Linked DNA regions of Mus musculus: regions 1, 3, 4 and 5 are each linked to region 2. The links are chromatin contacts, called in public HiChIP or PLAC-seq and promoter capture Hi-C maps. All regions are on one chromosome and are shown on one strand. The core of a region is the stretch at or near the end of the contact, and the rest is flanking DNA. Distances in the headings are between cores, read along the strand shown.

The links. Promoter capture Hi-C pulls out the DNA fragments that hold promoters and counts their contacts. HiChIP or PLAC-seq counts read pairs in DNA pulled down with a chosen protein or histone mark. Capture Hi-C pulls out chosen DNA fragments and counts their contacts.
Region 1: a promoter capture Hi-C map of adipose tissue shows a contact between it and region 2. The contact joins the promoter of Fscn2 here to the promoter of Hmga1b in region 2. A contact is called at or near these places in 3 of 39 promoter capture datasets (liver, pre-B cells and stem cell-derived epiblast-like cells), 1 of 484 Hi-C or Micro-C datasets (embryonic stem cells), 1 of 115 datasets of contacts at active chromatin or transcription factors (pancreatic cancer cells) and 1 of 9 other capture datasets (adipose tissue).
Region 3: a contact with region 2 is called in an HNF4G HiChIP or PLAC-seq map of pancreatic cancer cells. The contact joins the promoter of Sectm1b here to the promoter of Hmga1b in region 2. A contact is called at or near these places in 1 of 39 promoter capture datasets (liver), 1 of 484 Hi-C or Micro-C datasets (embryonic stem cells) and 1 of 115 datasets of contacts at active chromatin or transcription factors (pancreatic cancer cells).
Region 4: a contact with region 2 is called in a promoter capture Hi-C map of embryonic stem cells, with 4 times the contacts expected there. The contact joins the promoter of Tex19.2 here to the promoter of Hmga1b in region 2. A contact is called at or near these places in 4 of 39 promoter capture datasets (embryonic stem cells, liver and stem cell-derived epiblast-like cells), 1 of 115 datasets of contacts at active chromatin or transcription factors (pancreatic cancer cells) and 1 of 9 other capture datasets (embryonic stem cells).
Region 5: a contact with region 2 is called in a promoter capture Hi-C map of pre-B cells, with 3 times the contacts expected there. The contact joins the promoter of Tspan10 here to the promoter of Hmga1b in region 2. A contact is called at or near these places in 9 of 39 promoter capture datasets (the HPC-7 cell line, cranial neural crest, embryonic stem cells and 5 more), 2 of 115 datasets of contacts at active chromatin or transcription factors (pancreatic cancer cells and pro-B cells) and 2 of 9 other capture datasets (liver and macrophages).

What each region holds. Positions count from the first base shown.
Region 1 is chr11:120,360,143-120,362,842 of GRCm38.p6, reverse strand. Fscn2 (fascin actin-bundling protein 2) reads right to left here and starts at 1,309. Exons shown (of 5, transcript NM_172802.4): 1 at 309-1,309. The coding sequence starts at 1,134.
Region 2 is chr11:120,761,513-120,764,212 of GRCm38.p6, reverse strand. It overlaps Hmga1b (high mobility group AT-hook 1B), which reads right to left and starts at 1,419. Exons shown (of 2, transcript NM_001166477.1): 1 at 1,223-1,419; 2 at 1-1,189. The coding sequence starts at 1,324. The coding sequence ends at 1,001.
Region 3 is chr11:121,062,315-121,065,046 of GRCm38.p6, reverse strand. It overlaps Sectm1b (secreted and transmembrane 1B), which reads left to right and starts at 1,478. Exons shown (of 5, transcript NM_026907.3): 1 at 1,478-1,530; 2 at 1,744-1,851.
Region 4 is chr11:121,117,245-121,119,944 of GRCm38.p6, reverse strand. It overlaps Tex19.2 (testis expressed gene 19.2), which reads left to right and starts at 1,268. Exons shown (of 3, transcript NM_027622.3): 1 at 1,268-1,757; 2 at 2,045-2,118; 3 at 2,249-2,700. The coding sequence starts at 2,325.
Region 5 is chr11:120,441,366-120,444,065 of GRCm38.p6, reverse strand. It overlaps Tspan10 (tetraspanin 10), which reads right to left and starts at 1,435. Exons shown (of 3, transcript NM_145363.2): 1 at 1,249-1,435. The coding sequence starts at 1,287.

The DNA.
Region 1 (2,700 bases), core at 60-2,559, 400 kb after region 2:
AGTGGGTGGTATGAGAGCAAAGGTGTATCAGTCCCCAGCCTGCTTCCCACCCTCCTATTGCCCCCAGATTCTGCCTCGCTACGCTGCTACACCTCTCCAATCTTCGAGGCAGCTGCAGTCTAGCAGGCACCACATTTGGCTGATACTCTCCAGATGTCTGGAGAGTGACGAGGACTCCTGAAGCCAGCAGCCCCACTTACACTGTGTGTAGAGACACCCATCTCCAGTAAATAGCGCCCTCCACCCCAGCATGTGGCAGGTCTCTGCATACGTGCACACACTACACAATATCAGCTGCCCTACCCTACCTTGCCTCACAGAGATGTAGCGCCGGTTGGCAGCTACCAGCACCACCTGTGGGTGACTTTGCTCCAGGTCGAAGAGTTCATCCTTGCTGGGCCTCGTGTTGCGACCAGCCTTGAGTGTGCCAGCAGGCCCCACAGGTGCCAGGTACCGGCCGTCACAGTCCTTGAAGGCCAGCTTGCCTGCCTTGAACTCCAGCGTGTAGCAGGCATGGGCTTCAGGTTCCCAGACAAGGCGGCCATCGCTGCGAAGGTAGCGGCTGTCATAAGACTTGAGGCAGTACCGCCTGCTCTGGAAAATGAGGGTGACTAGTGCGTCCACACCCCATGGCATGTCACCGTCTGCTGCCATCTCATCTTCCTGAAGGCACAGGTGCACGTAGCGCCGACGGCTCACACTCAGCAAATGAGCCTGTGGGTGGATGGCCAGGTGCACAGTCCACAGCTCTGCCGGGGAAATGGCCGTGGCAAAGCAGGACAGTCGGTCCTCAATGCCACCGAAGAAGCGGCCGTGTGGCTCTGACTGCAGCACCCAGCGCCCATCAGGCTGCGGCAAGACCAGGAAGCGGCAGTCACGGCCCGGCTGATCCATCTCACAGGCCACACGTCCATCTTCTTCTGCTGACAGGTAGCGGCCTAGGTGACTGCTTCGGAACAGCACGGCAGTGCCCTGCCCCGGGTCAGGCTCCAGGACCCAGATCTGCTTCCTCTTGAGGCTGGCTGCGGAGGCGTTGACCTTGAAGCCAAAGCTCTCTGCAGTCAGGTAGCGGTCGGCATCGTTAACAAGGCCAAACTGGATCTTCAGCACCTGGTGCAGACCGTTGGTTGGCATCTTTGAGGCTAGCCACGTTGCTTCAGGGGCCTGGGAAGGAACTCTCTCTAAGTGTTCTGTTCAGGGGGCCTGTAGCCCCCCCTGAGGCCCAGATCTGTTTATCTGACCCTTGGCTCCCAAGCCTAGCCAGCGACATGGACGCTACCTGCTCCAATGCTGCCTCCCTCTGTCTTGTGGCCTCGGCCACCCAGGCAGATCTTACATGGCCAGCGGGCAGCCGAGGGCGGGTGAGAGGGGCGGATCAGAAGTGCACCGGCTTAGAAGCAGTAGCCAACTTGCCTTAGCCCCAGCTTGGATTTCAGTGGCTCCTGGATGCACCAAGTCCAGAGTCAATGTCCAGCAGGACAAAAGCGAGGCTGACCACCTCCTTGTCCTCACCCATGGCTGCCTGGGTCCTATGCCCTATAAACTGTAGATTCCACGGTTCTTAGTCTCTCTTCTTACTGCCAATTGCTTCAGGGCTTCCCAGTCCCCACCTGAGACCCTGCTTCCAGCCCAGCTCTTTTCCAAGGTAGAAAAGGCAGCCCAGTGGAAAACTCACAGCAGACTGGCAACCTGATCGCAGCCCTCCACCCTCAGTGGCCCGCCAGATCCTCTTCAGGATCCAGTTACTGCATCTCTGATTCCTGCTGCCAGGAGCAATACGGCCCCCTGTAGCATGCAGCAGCAGCCTGTCCTATCCCCCTGGCCACACAGTTCCTATCCTTGTGTGTGGCCCTGAGCTTGACACTGTCCTGTGTCTGCCCCTGAGTCATGGGCTGGGGAGGCGGCAGGGAGGACCTAAGTGGCACACATAAGCTGGGACACCTTGACCCTCAGCAGGGATGACAATGCTGAGACAGATACCCTGGTGTGCCTCGTCCACTTGGTTTGGAAAGAGCAGCCTCATATGGTATGCTAGGCAACCATGTGATGCTCACATCCAGGACTACATGTGCAGGGACACACCTGTGTAGCAGGGTATGCCAGGGATCCTATGTTCCCTGCTGACTCTCGCTCAGGGCATGATGCTCTTCCCTTCTGTGCAGGGAGCTCAGGGTGGTCTAGCTTCAACTGCCTTTGACGGAATTGGAGACCTGATTACTGCTGCCCAGATCACAGGGTTATGGGCTTGGCCTGTGGCTTTTACAGACTTGAATATAGGGGGGCTGTGTGGGGCACAGTCTTCCCCGTGCTTCTAAAAGCACTCCCATAAAATCCAAGAGGGAGCTGGGTGGTGCAGCTTAGGAGATGCTGGAAGCTGGCCGCACCTGACCCCTGACCTCTTATCCCTGGGACCACTGGCTGTACCCTGTCCATCCTGAGTCTGACAGGCATCGTAGGGAGCGTCAGTAGTCCTGCTCAGTTCTTACCCTGCACCTGCCTCAGGGGACCAGAGCCAAGCAGGAAACCAGAGCTGTCCATCCTGGGCCTGAGCCAGAACTGGCGTCTTCTTCCTCATAACTGTGTGACCACGCGGGAGGGCCTTCCTGAGGGACAGTAACAGGAGGATGTGGAATGCTTCCAGCTGTGACCCCAGTCATCCTTTCCTCATTCCGCGCCTGTCAGCCCTCAAGTGGCCATGGC
Region 2 (2,700 bases), core at 170-2,669:
GGGGCCCCATCTTCCTTAGTGTGGGGTAGGTAACCAGTCTGCTGCGCCCCAGCCCCCCTTCCCCTCGAGTGTATTGTGTGGGGGAGAGAATACAGGCAAATTCAGGAGGATGAACATCTGACGCTGGTAGCAGCAGCAATAGTGGGTATCTAAGAATGAACATGGAACAAAAAAAAAACAACACAACCGTCCAGAGGTAGTTTGTGAACAGAGGAGAAGATGGAACCAGAACCATGGGGGGCAGGGAGGAGCGAAAAGGAGGGGGCGGCAAGGCTAGCTCCTTAGTGCCCTGCGGGAGGAAGGAACAGCCTAGAGTGGACTGGGGGAGGCGTGTTGGTGCCCGTTTGCCTTTGGTGGAGGCGAGAACAGGCCCTTACTCTGGAGATGGGCGGTAACCCCATCTGTCTAGTCTCAGGTGAGAACATTAAAGTGGGTGGAGCCAACATCATCCTACTTCCTGTTGTCAAGGGGCTCAGCCAACCCAGTGCATGATCTCTGTAGGGTGGGGCAGGAGGGGCTGAGAAACCCACCCGGTGATACTTTGGTGGGGACATGCTGGGATCTAAGCATCCCCTGCCCTGACCACACTGCTGCTGCTAGGTCAGCCACTGGGCCTTGTCAGAGTGAGATGGGGCCGGGGCCCCTTAAGGCCAGGGAATGCTCCCAGGACCCTCTACGGGGAAGCCAGGAACAGCAGGGCAGAAGGGACCCGCAAAACAAAGCGCCCAGAGAGCCACGGCTCTGAGGGAGGTGCGCAGCAGGCCGGGCTGCGGCTAAATGGGAAGTTAGCCTTGTCAGGATGGGGCAGGTGTGTTCGGGAGGAGGGCACAGGGACTGAGCCGAATCCTGCTCCCTTGGGTGCTGCGGAGCAGAGCCTGCAGCTGGTGCCTGGTGCGGTAGTGTGCAGTGGGGGCGGGGAGGGGCCTGGGAGCAGGGCTTCCAGTCCCAGGGGACAGCTGCTCCTCAGTGGCTATGGAGCAGGCGGCACTGCGAGTGGTGATCACTGCTCCTCCTCAGAGGACTCCTGGGAGATGCCCTCCTCTTCCTCCTTCTCCAGTTTCTTGGGTCTGCCCCTTGGTTTCCTCCCTGGAGCTGTGGTGACTTTCCGGGTCTTGGCGGCGCCCTTATTCTTGCTTCCCTTTGGTCGGCCCCGAGGTCTCTTCGGAGTTGGCACTTCACTGGGCTCTTTCTGACTCCCGACCAGCGCCGTCCCAGGACTCACCGGAGGCTGCTTGCGTGGCCTGCCCCGGCCTCGCTTCTCAGTCCCATCCTTTTCCTGCTTGGAGGCCAGGGGCTGGCTGGACTTTGAGCCCGACTCGCTCATTCTCCTTCTCTATGTGTGGGGCAGCACACAGTGAGTGCCTTCTTGGAGCCGCGCCAACACCAGAAATAGCCCCGACTCGGAGTCCCAATTAGAGGCGACTCTTGTAAATCTAAGCATGGATTCTGGGGTTTCCTGCCCCAGTTGCAAACCCTGAGTACCTCTGTGCATCTCCTCTTCTCTGAGCAGAGACCTGGTTCTTTGGAGCCAGTTAGGAGTAATCAGAGAATATTGTGCACCTCAACCCGTGTCTGGCGATTGTTTGAGGTGTGCTGAGGGTCTCTTGTCTTGTGTGTCAGGGTTCATGGAACAAGTACTCACGATCCAGTGAGTCATAGCAGGTCACACGACATCTGGGCCGGGCAGGAGGCTCAGATGCCTCATGGACAGCCCTGGGGAGGAGGTGTGCTCAGACTGCCGCCTTTCCCTTGCTCAGTCCAGGCTCTGCACTGAGACCGTGTGAGTCGCTGAAAGGAGGCAGCTGTACTTCCAGTGCTCTATAGTGCAGGGACAGCAGTACCCTTCCCCTGAGCATTCCTCCGCACTGGTCAGAAGGGTGCTCTGGGACCTTCCTGTGGCTCAGGGGACAGCATACACAGTGGGGGCCCGGAGCCCAATCATTTGCTGCTGCCTGGCAGTTTCCTCATAGCTAACAGGGACAGATCATGCCTGCTCACTGTGTCCTTGATCCCAGTCTGAGCAAACCACCAAGTCCTATAGCCAACCTCCAGGTGGCACTGAATACTGGTGTCTGGCCTGATCTATCCAGTAAGATCAAAGCCCTTCCCCTTCTATGACAAAAGCTGTGGATTGTGACCAACCTGCTGTCTGGTGGCCATCGGAACTCCTGGGAAATGGTGGCCTTTCAGGGATGCCAGTTGGCCACCAGGCAGGAGGAAGTGGTTTACCAGGAAGGGAGCATCAAGCTCCAACGTCTTGGGAAGACAGTCATCTGCTAGCTTCGCCCTTAGGAGCGCATTTCTCCTAAGATGTCTTCACCCTCCACAGCTCCTGCTCTATCTCCTGTCACCTATGTTGTCTGAAGACTTCTCTATCCAGAGTCATGTGCTGAGCCCTAACTACAACATTATGTGAGGACTGTTGTATAACAGTTTCCTTTGAAATTAAAACACCCCATCCTGCATGGAAGTTCCTTAAGTAGGGATGCAAACAACTCATATAGTTTCAGGAAGTTCCTGAAACTGACCAATTTCACAAGATCCCTTGCTGTCAGGGTAAGCAACAAAAGCTGAGAGTCTCTCTCAGACAAACCAAGCAGCAAAGAAGAAAGACTGCAGATCAGAGCCCAGAAGACGCAAAAGTCAGCTGAGTTACCTACCTACTGTCGTCATCTCCACTCCGAGCCGGTGGTGACAAGA
Region 3 (2,732 bases), core at 229-2,728, 300 kb before region 2:
ACCACAGAATCATTCATGAAACCCCAAAAGCATGAAAGACAAAGGGATGGATTGAAGAGATGTCTCTGTAGGTAAAGCAATGGCTTTGCAAAAATGAGGGCCCAAGTTTGATCCCCAGAACCAGTGTAAAAAAAAAAAATTAAAAGCTGAGTATGATGTGCACAGTTATAATTCCAGCACTGAGGAGGTACCGCTCTCTCAGACTCACTGGCATACCTGGTGAAAGCCAGGCCAACAAAAGACCCTGCTTCAAAACTGTGAATAGTGCCTAAGGTAGGACACACACACACAAAGGGGAGGGGAGAAGATGGGAGGGAGGGGAAGAAGGAGGGAGGGGGAGAGAGGGGGAAGAGAGAGAGAGGGGGGAGAGAGGGAGAGAAAGAGAGAGAGAGAAATTAAAAATAGGATTAAGCCACAGAGGACAGAGGACAACAGGAAATAGATACCCAGCACTCCTAAATTCTCAGCAGATCCTGCTGAGGAAATTGAGAGTGACCTTGGAGCATAAATCTCTGAAAACTCTGTGGGTGAGACAGGAGATGTCACAACTTCTGATCAGAGAATGTGCAGAAGGTGACTCCTAGTGGAGCTAGGACACAAGCAGCTGTGTCTGCCAGTGAGACCACAGCAGGACTGTATACACACTGAGACCGTGTACACACCGGGGTGGGATTTTTGCACACAGACTCTCCAGAAGGCTAAGCTGCATCATCACCTGTAGACACTGACCTCAGAGTTGGAACTGTCACTGGGAAAGACTTGTAATGTTGTTGTCCCTGCCTTGTGGTTTCAAAACAAATCACCTAGTTTCACTTTCACGGTGAGTTTTCACTGAGACAACAAAGGTGTTTTAATGTTTGGGGTGAGACACGGAACCTTTAGCTGCCCTTCAAGATTCCTTACCACAGGACATCCTTGCCCCACCATCCCAAGGACCCCTACCTCCGGTCTGGTAGCCTAAGCCTTGCCGGAGGGATACTACAATCATGGGATCATGGTTATCTGATCCTCTCTCTAACGTTGGCACTAGGGATATCTGGGAACCCTGTGAATGTGGAGCCCATGCACTGTGTCCAGTGTGGGCACTAGGCTCCTGCCTTTCCCTGTGTGGTTGCCCAGAGTCTTCTTGCCTGTGATGTCCCATGCAGGGAGACAAGTCCCCCTAAATGAGCAGTCCCTGAGCCCTGAATCAAACACTGACCGCAGCCATGACTAGCCTAGGAAAAGCCTAGACTTTCTTCCCGTGCTCCTAAGGCAAGTAGCTAAAAGCCGCTTTCAATTAAAATGTTTTAATGAAGGAGTCACTCAGAAACTCATCACTGTTGTGTGGACTCAGGGTAGTTCCTGCAAATGACACTCTTTCCCGAAGTTTGTTTTCTTCCTGGATTAATGCAGTCCCTTGGGTATGAGAACGGGTGGTACTTGGACCGCCTCCTCCCTGACACGCCCTCAGGTCAGGATGAGCTCAGCAAGGGCTACACCAGAGTTCATTGCCAGAGAAGCAGGTAAGAAGCTGGAGCACACATGCAGGTGAGAACTGGAGGGGAGGTGGCACCCAGAGTGTTGGGGCTCTAAAGCATGTGGGGTGAGACCCTCAGGCAGGGTGTCCCTGGCTGCAGCCTCTCTGGGACCCTCTGTTTATTGGATGCCTGTGTCTCAGTGATTTGTCCAGAGTAAAGGTGAGGCTGAGGAGTGTCCAGGCACCCTGGACATCAGGAGCAGAGTGGATCTGTGTCTCTCCAGGTGCCTCCCACCAAGCTCCAGGAGGAGCAGGTGCAGCAGCTGGGTTCTTCGGTGTGAACTGAATGGGAAGAAGAGAACAGAGCATTCTTTCTTGTCATCTGATCATGAGTACGTAAGCCAGGGGGAGGGATTTGGTGCACACAGGTGAGCTGCAGTTGACACGGGTGAATTTCTGAGGCTGGTCACTCAGAGAATCAAGACTCTATGTTATGCTCAGTCAGTGACCTGTGTGGGTCCTGTTGTTTGGGTCTCATCTTAACATAAGTAGAAGCCAACGTCTGGCTGTGGGGTTGAAGGTTCTTCTTGTGACTTTCTTCTGCAAAATCCTTGAGGCTCCATGCATGCAACTCCCAGCTGAGCTGAAGGCCATTGTGTTGCATGGGATGGGGTCAGATCTGCTTCTATCTCCTTTGGGGCTCAGCACTCATAACTGGTGGACATAGGTCATGGCATCATTTCCATCAGGAGATCCAGCAAAGGCATTGGGAAGGGAGTGTCAGAAAGGTGACATACCATGTTGGCTGTGCCAGCTGAGTCCTGAAACAGAGATCTCCCCTAAGGAATCAAATAAAAATACAGGGAAGGGACTTAACCCACACAGTCCTTGGGCAAGAATGGCAACAAAGTCTGTCAACCCATCTTTAAGGTACTAACATGAGCTTTGGGCTTAAATAGAGGAGTGGGAAGGGTCTACATCGTTAAGAAGTCCTGGTCACAGCGTAGTCTGGTTGATCACTATCTCAGTTCTGATAGGGTGCTGCCAATAAGTCCTGGTTGAGGGATAATGGGGTTCCGAAAAGGTGGCTCCTCCTGCTGGGGTGACTGTGTTAAGGGATCTGTGAGAATGTTATTCTGACACCCTGGATCACTGCAAACTAAGAACAATGACTAGAGACTTTTCATGCATTTCGGGGGGATCTGGAACATGACACTACGAAAGCCAACAGATGCTTCAGAGACTCCCGTTCTTTGTCTCCTCAGCCATGAGG
Region 4 (2,700 bases), core at 19-2,518, 360 kb before region 2:
AGGCCATGGAGGAATATTCTTTACTGGCTTGCTTCCCCTGGCTTGCTCAGCCTGCTTTCTTATAGAACCCAAGACTACCAGCCCAGGGATGGTCCCACCCACAAGGGGCCTTTCCCCCTTGATCACTAATTGAGAAAATGCCTTACAGCTAGATCTCATGGAGGCATTTCCTCAACTGAAGCTCCTTTCTCTGTGATAACTCCAGCTGTGTCAAGTTGACACACAAAGCCAGCCAGTACAAATCCCAATAATTCTTTTTTTTTAAGTTTTATTTTTATTTGTATTTGTGTGTGTGGGGGGGGGTATGAGTGTGCCATGTGTGTATAGGTGAAGTAGCTAGAAGAGGATATCCGACCCCCTGGGGCTAGAACTTAAGCCTGTTGTGAGCCACTTCTCCAGTACAAGACATTTTTGAATAAGAATGGCCACCATAGGCTCATATATTTGATTGCTTAGTCATGGGACGTACATTTCTAACTGTGATCTGGCAATATTTATTTGTTTGTTTATTTTTGTTTTTTTAAGACAGTGCTGTGTGGCACTGGCTGTCTTGGAACTCACGCTCTAGTATCTTTTTAAAAAGATTCCTCAGGAACCCTGCTCCCTTTCAGACAAAAAAAAAGAGGTTGAAGCGAGAGGGTAGCCCAGCGTGATGCAACTCTTCACTCAAGCTTGGATTCTTTCAGTCTCCGACTGTGATAGATCAGTTTTTCGCGCGAATGGCCATTTACTTCTCATTGTTTTGGGCACAACTGCCATTTTCCAGGACTTGCAAGCTCATGTGGCTTCAGACTCCACTTGGTCCTGAAGGAAGAGCTTTTGGAAAACTGTGCCAGCTCTCACACACTACAACTAGCTCACAACGTGGCTTTTGTGCTTCTCTGGGTGTATTCAAAGGAGACAAAAGCTTAAGTTTAGAAGACCAATGCAAAACTGGTAATAGCTTTTTAAAATACCAAATTACCAAACCCCAGAAAGCAACCAGATCTTCTACAAGAAGTGAGTGGATAAAGGGATTTATTCTTTTAATGGAGTATTACTGAAGTGAAACTGGCCCTGTGATGACAGAGGAACGTCACTACACCAGTGTCCACCCCTGTGGGGTGTCCAGAGTGGACTGCGGCAGATTTTAACAAATAAACCTCTGTGTGGTCAAGGTTGAGCTCCAGAGGCTGCTGGAAACCTTGTATCTTATGCTTGGTTTTTCCTCTGAGTCCCAGACTCCTCTAAGGATAAACTCTACAAAGAATTTCTTTAAAGAGTCTGAGAACAAAAAGACCCAGAGAGGGGCAACTGTGCTTAGCCTGCAGTTGAGAACTGAGCGAGCAGTTTCCCAAGTGTTAAAGAACTTTTTACTAAAGAGACAGGGAAGAAGGAATCGACTTTTCCAAACAAGATGTGCTGCGGGCCCAGCTCTGAACCCAGGCCTTCGAGTCCCTCGAAGGCACAGGGATGGGGACATCGGGCACCGCTAGAGCACACAGGAAGCACACAGGGTGCTCAGGTGTCCGCAGGGGAGCAGCGCATGCGCGCTGTAGGGGGCGCCAGGCCTCATGTGCACCTTGGGGGCCAGAGTGACTCAGCGCCTTCGCTTCCTGCTGCTTTGGGGCCTCATGGGAGATATGTAAATGAGCTGGAGCATCATGGCCGTTGACCCTTTATAAGGCCTTGTTGGTCCTCGCTCGGTGTTCAGTGCTCAGTGAGGAGAGCCTGGCTTTGGAGTCCCTTAGCTGGCACCTGGGCGCTCAGTCAGGGAGGTAAGGATGGAAAGGGACTGGGCCGAGGGCTGGGCCGGGTGAGCACGGTGGGCAGAGAGGAGATACTCCTGACGTAGGCTTCCCGGCCTCTTTGGTTGGTAGCCGGGTGCAAGTGTGAGGTCGGGGCCTTGAGCCCTGAGGACAACTCTGATGTCACCCCAGCCTGTCCAGAGTGAGCAGGGAGCCCCGGGGGCCAGAGCTCCAACACCCTCTCCTCAAGGGGGGCCCTGCAGCAGCCCGGGGGCTGGGGTGGGGGGAGGCAAACCTCATTTCCTCTGCCTTTCAAGCTCTCCAGACATTGGAGCAAGTGTGAAGCTGAAGAAGTTTCTGGAAGCTCAAGCCTGTCTACTTCTCCAGAGAGGTATTCATTTAATTCTCACCCAGTTCTCGTACCACTGCCCCGTATCCTGCAGCCCCAAAGCCCCTAGACCTCCTACTGTGCCCTGTTTTCTCCCGTTTCTCTCATTCTCACCTTTTCCACCTATTTCTAGCCTCTATGGTCCTACTGAGACCATCGAGCAAGTCTTCCTCTGTGTGTCCGCTTAGCTGCAGACAGACTTCTTGACCATGTGTCCCCCAGTCAGCGTTCGCCATGGGGCCAAGGGCATGTCCTGCCTCTATGGGGCGTGGCTGTACCATCTTGTCCATGGGGAACAGATGAAGATCTGCTTTGCTTGCTTCAAGGCAGCTTTCCTCGTCGTTAAGAACATGCTGGAGATGGGAGACTGGGAAGAAGGAGTGTGGGATGCTGAGCCCATGGAACTCTCAGAGGCATCGTCTGAGCCCGAGGAATGGCCCGGGCTTAGTGGGGGAGAGGGCCAAGGTCATCTGCCACATGGCATCTCTGTCTCTGCAGGCTCTGGGGCTCAGGGACCCCAGCCTGTGCCCACTGAGCTGGGGCCTCAGGAAGCTGTACCCCTGGATCTGGGTCCTGAGGATGCTG
Region 5 (2,700 bases), core at 186-2,685, 320 kb after region 2:
ACCTCAGTCACACAGACTCTGTGACATCGAGCAGGGGTGAGGCCTCACCAGAGAGGGGCTAAGAGACTGGGGTGGGCTTAGAGGAAGTTTATGGAAGGAAGTAAAGATTTGAAGAATCAGTAACTTGGGGCCTGGGGACTTGTAATCTAAAAGGGCAGTGAGGGTCCTAGTTCACTGCTTTCCAGGGTCGATGTGTGAGGCCAATCTCCATTAGGACAGTATAATGACAGCTCCCTGAAAGGTCCCTGGTAAACACTGGGCAGAGCAGCAGTTACAAGATGGACCCACTCCCTTTCTTCTATACCCTTGTGAAAGATGGACCAGCGTGGTCTTGCCCAGGGTCAGGATTTCTATTCCTCCAACACAGCAGAATCATGGCAGGTGGGTCTGCTTCCCTAGTCTTGGAATGGTCTCTGTGGTGGAATCAGTCTATAGTGCCCCACCAGCAGTGACTTTGTGCAGTCACAAGAGGGACTTTCCCACCCAAGCCATAAGTGCAGGCTGCCTGGGATAGAGAAGCTGATCCCGTGACTACCCTTCTACCCTTCTGCGTGAAACGAACCTTGTTTTCTTTGTATCATCTCGGGCCCACCGACTGATCCTAGGTCAAGTGTGGACACTATGCTGAACCTAGTGTAGAGGATGCAGGGAGAGATTGCCTAGGTACTGCCTGCCTGGCTTCCTGGGCAGGGAGAGAGGCAGCCAATAGGCAGGAATTTAGAGGAGGCAAGGAGGCAGACCTGAGAGAGACCCTCTAAAGGGAGATGGGGTAACCTTGTTTTTCGAATGACAGTGTGACTTAGGCATGACTACAGCCAGGTATCTAGGCAAGGGTCTCATTTCATCCCCGTCCCACAGGAAGAAGCTTGTCCAGGTGTGTGGATTGCTCTTTCACCCTAAATTTGGAGCAGAATATGTGAAGGTTATTTGTCAGCCGGAGTCTGTCAGAGTAAAAGGACAACCTGCCAGAGCCAGCTGGCAGCATTAAGACTGCCTGAGGCCACAGAGTCCACAATCAGCCTCAAAGGACATTTGCCCTTACCTGATCCTGAATCAATACTTCTTTCAGGCCTATAGGGGGCACCTTAAAGGCTAGCACCCAAGTGTACCCATGGGTCAAGCACACAGCTAGACTGGGGGGTGGGGCCAGGAGTCAGGTAGACTGCAACCTGGTCCAGGGGCTTCCCAGAGGACCTTAGATCCAAGAAACATCTTCAACCTGAGCTAGGCCATTAAGTGTCGGCTCACCTGAGACAGCAAGGGGCTGCATTCTTCTTCCTTCATCATCCACACAATTGGAGAAAACCACGGAGAGCAGTGGCCAGGGTCTCTCTGAACAGGTTACAGTCCTAAAATAACGGTGTCCCGGTGTCCCTTGGCTTCTCTGTGAACTGTATAAGCCAGAGCTGGAGAGCTGCAAGCTCCTCCTCCAGTGCGATCACAGTGGTATCATGTGAGGAGTCACATTTTAGGGCTTACAGCAGGGGCCTGCTTCTATAGTCACATCTGGTCTTTCTAGCCTGTAATTCTTGGCCTTGGCTCCAGAGATATCCCTAATGTCTGCACAGTCATGATTTTGTTAAGGTGGCCCTGATGCTGGACCCATGGCCATCACTATTGAGTCCCATTTTGGTCTTGGCCTGTAGGCTCAGCTGGTCTCCTATCAGCACCCCTAAAAGATCAGTTCTGTGCAAACTGGTTCACAATAGCAGCCCCAGGAGCCCCACAGGCAGTACAAAAGCCAATTATCCTTATAGTTTATGGAGAGCAAGAACAACTCAGTATTCACGTTCCAGATGTCCCTTCCCTCCAAGCTTGTTGGAAGCAGGATTTTGCTGTGATCACTGTCCAGTCTAAAGGACTTGAGCAACTCGCTGTGGAGACAGAAAGCATGTCCCTAGGCTGTCAACACTGGGCCCTACCACCTAACTCTGTCTCCCTGCTTCTGACTGGTGTGTGTGTGTGTATGTGTGTGTGTGTGTGTATGTATGTGTGATGTAGATGTGTTAGTGTCATTATAGGCCCACAGGACCTTGAGACATCAGGAAGCCCTTCTGTAGACATGTTTAGGGCAAGGTTCTGCTGTACATGGAAAATGCCCCTCCTGTTTGGACCCCAGTTCCCCTGAGTTTTAACTTTTGATAGACATCTCAGGCTCAGCCTCCACTTTTAGCTTTATCTACCATTTTTTCTGACTTATAACTTTATATGCCAGACAATCGAATGGCCTAGCACTTGTGCATCCCGGCCTTTGTCATAACCCCATCTCCACTGCACTCACTGTTGCCTGGAGCCCTCCAGTGTCTTCCAGCAGCAGCAGCAGCAGCAGCAGCAGCAGCAGCAACACCCCATTTTTTTTCTTCCCCTGACCAAGCCAGCTCATTCAGTCAGCAGGGTCTCAAGTGAGGGAGTGAGGATTGAAAAGAAAAAAAAACAGTTAGAGAAAATGATACCCTGACTCCAGCCTGTGCTGAGGCTGGAACAGCTTCATGTCGCTCCAGCCTGCTTGTATAGCATCCTAGGTGCATCCAAAAAACATGGTCAGCTCTTAGATCAAAGACAAAGTAATCAAGTGAAGTAGCAAACAAGGAGGTCACACAAGGTAATAATTAAGAAGCCAGGCAGTGGTGGGGCACGCCTTTAGTCCCAGCACTTGGGAGGCAGAGGCAGGCAGATTTCTAAGTTCAAGGCCAGCCTGGT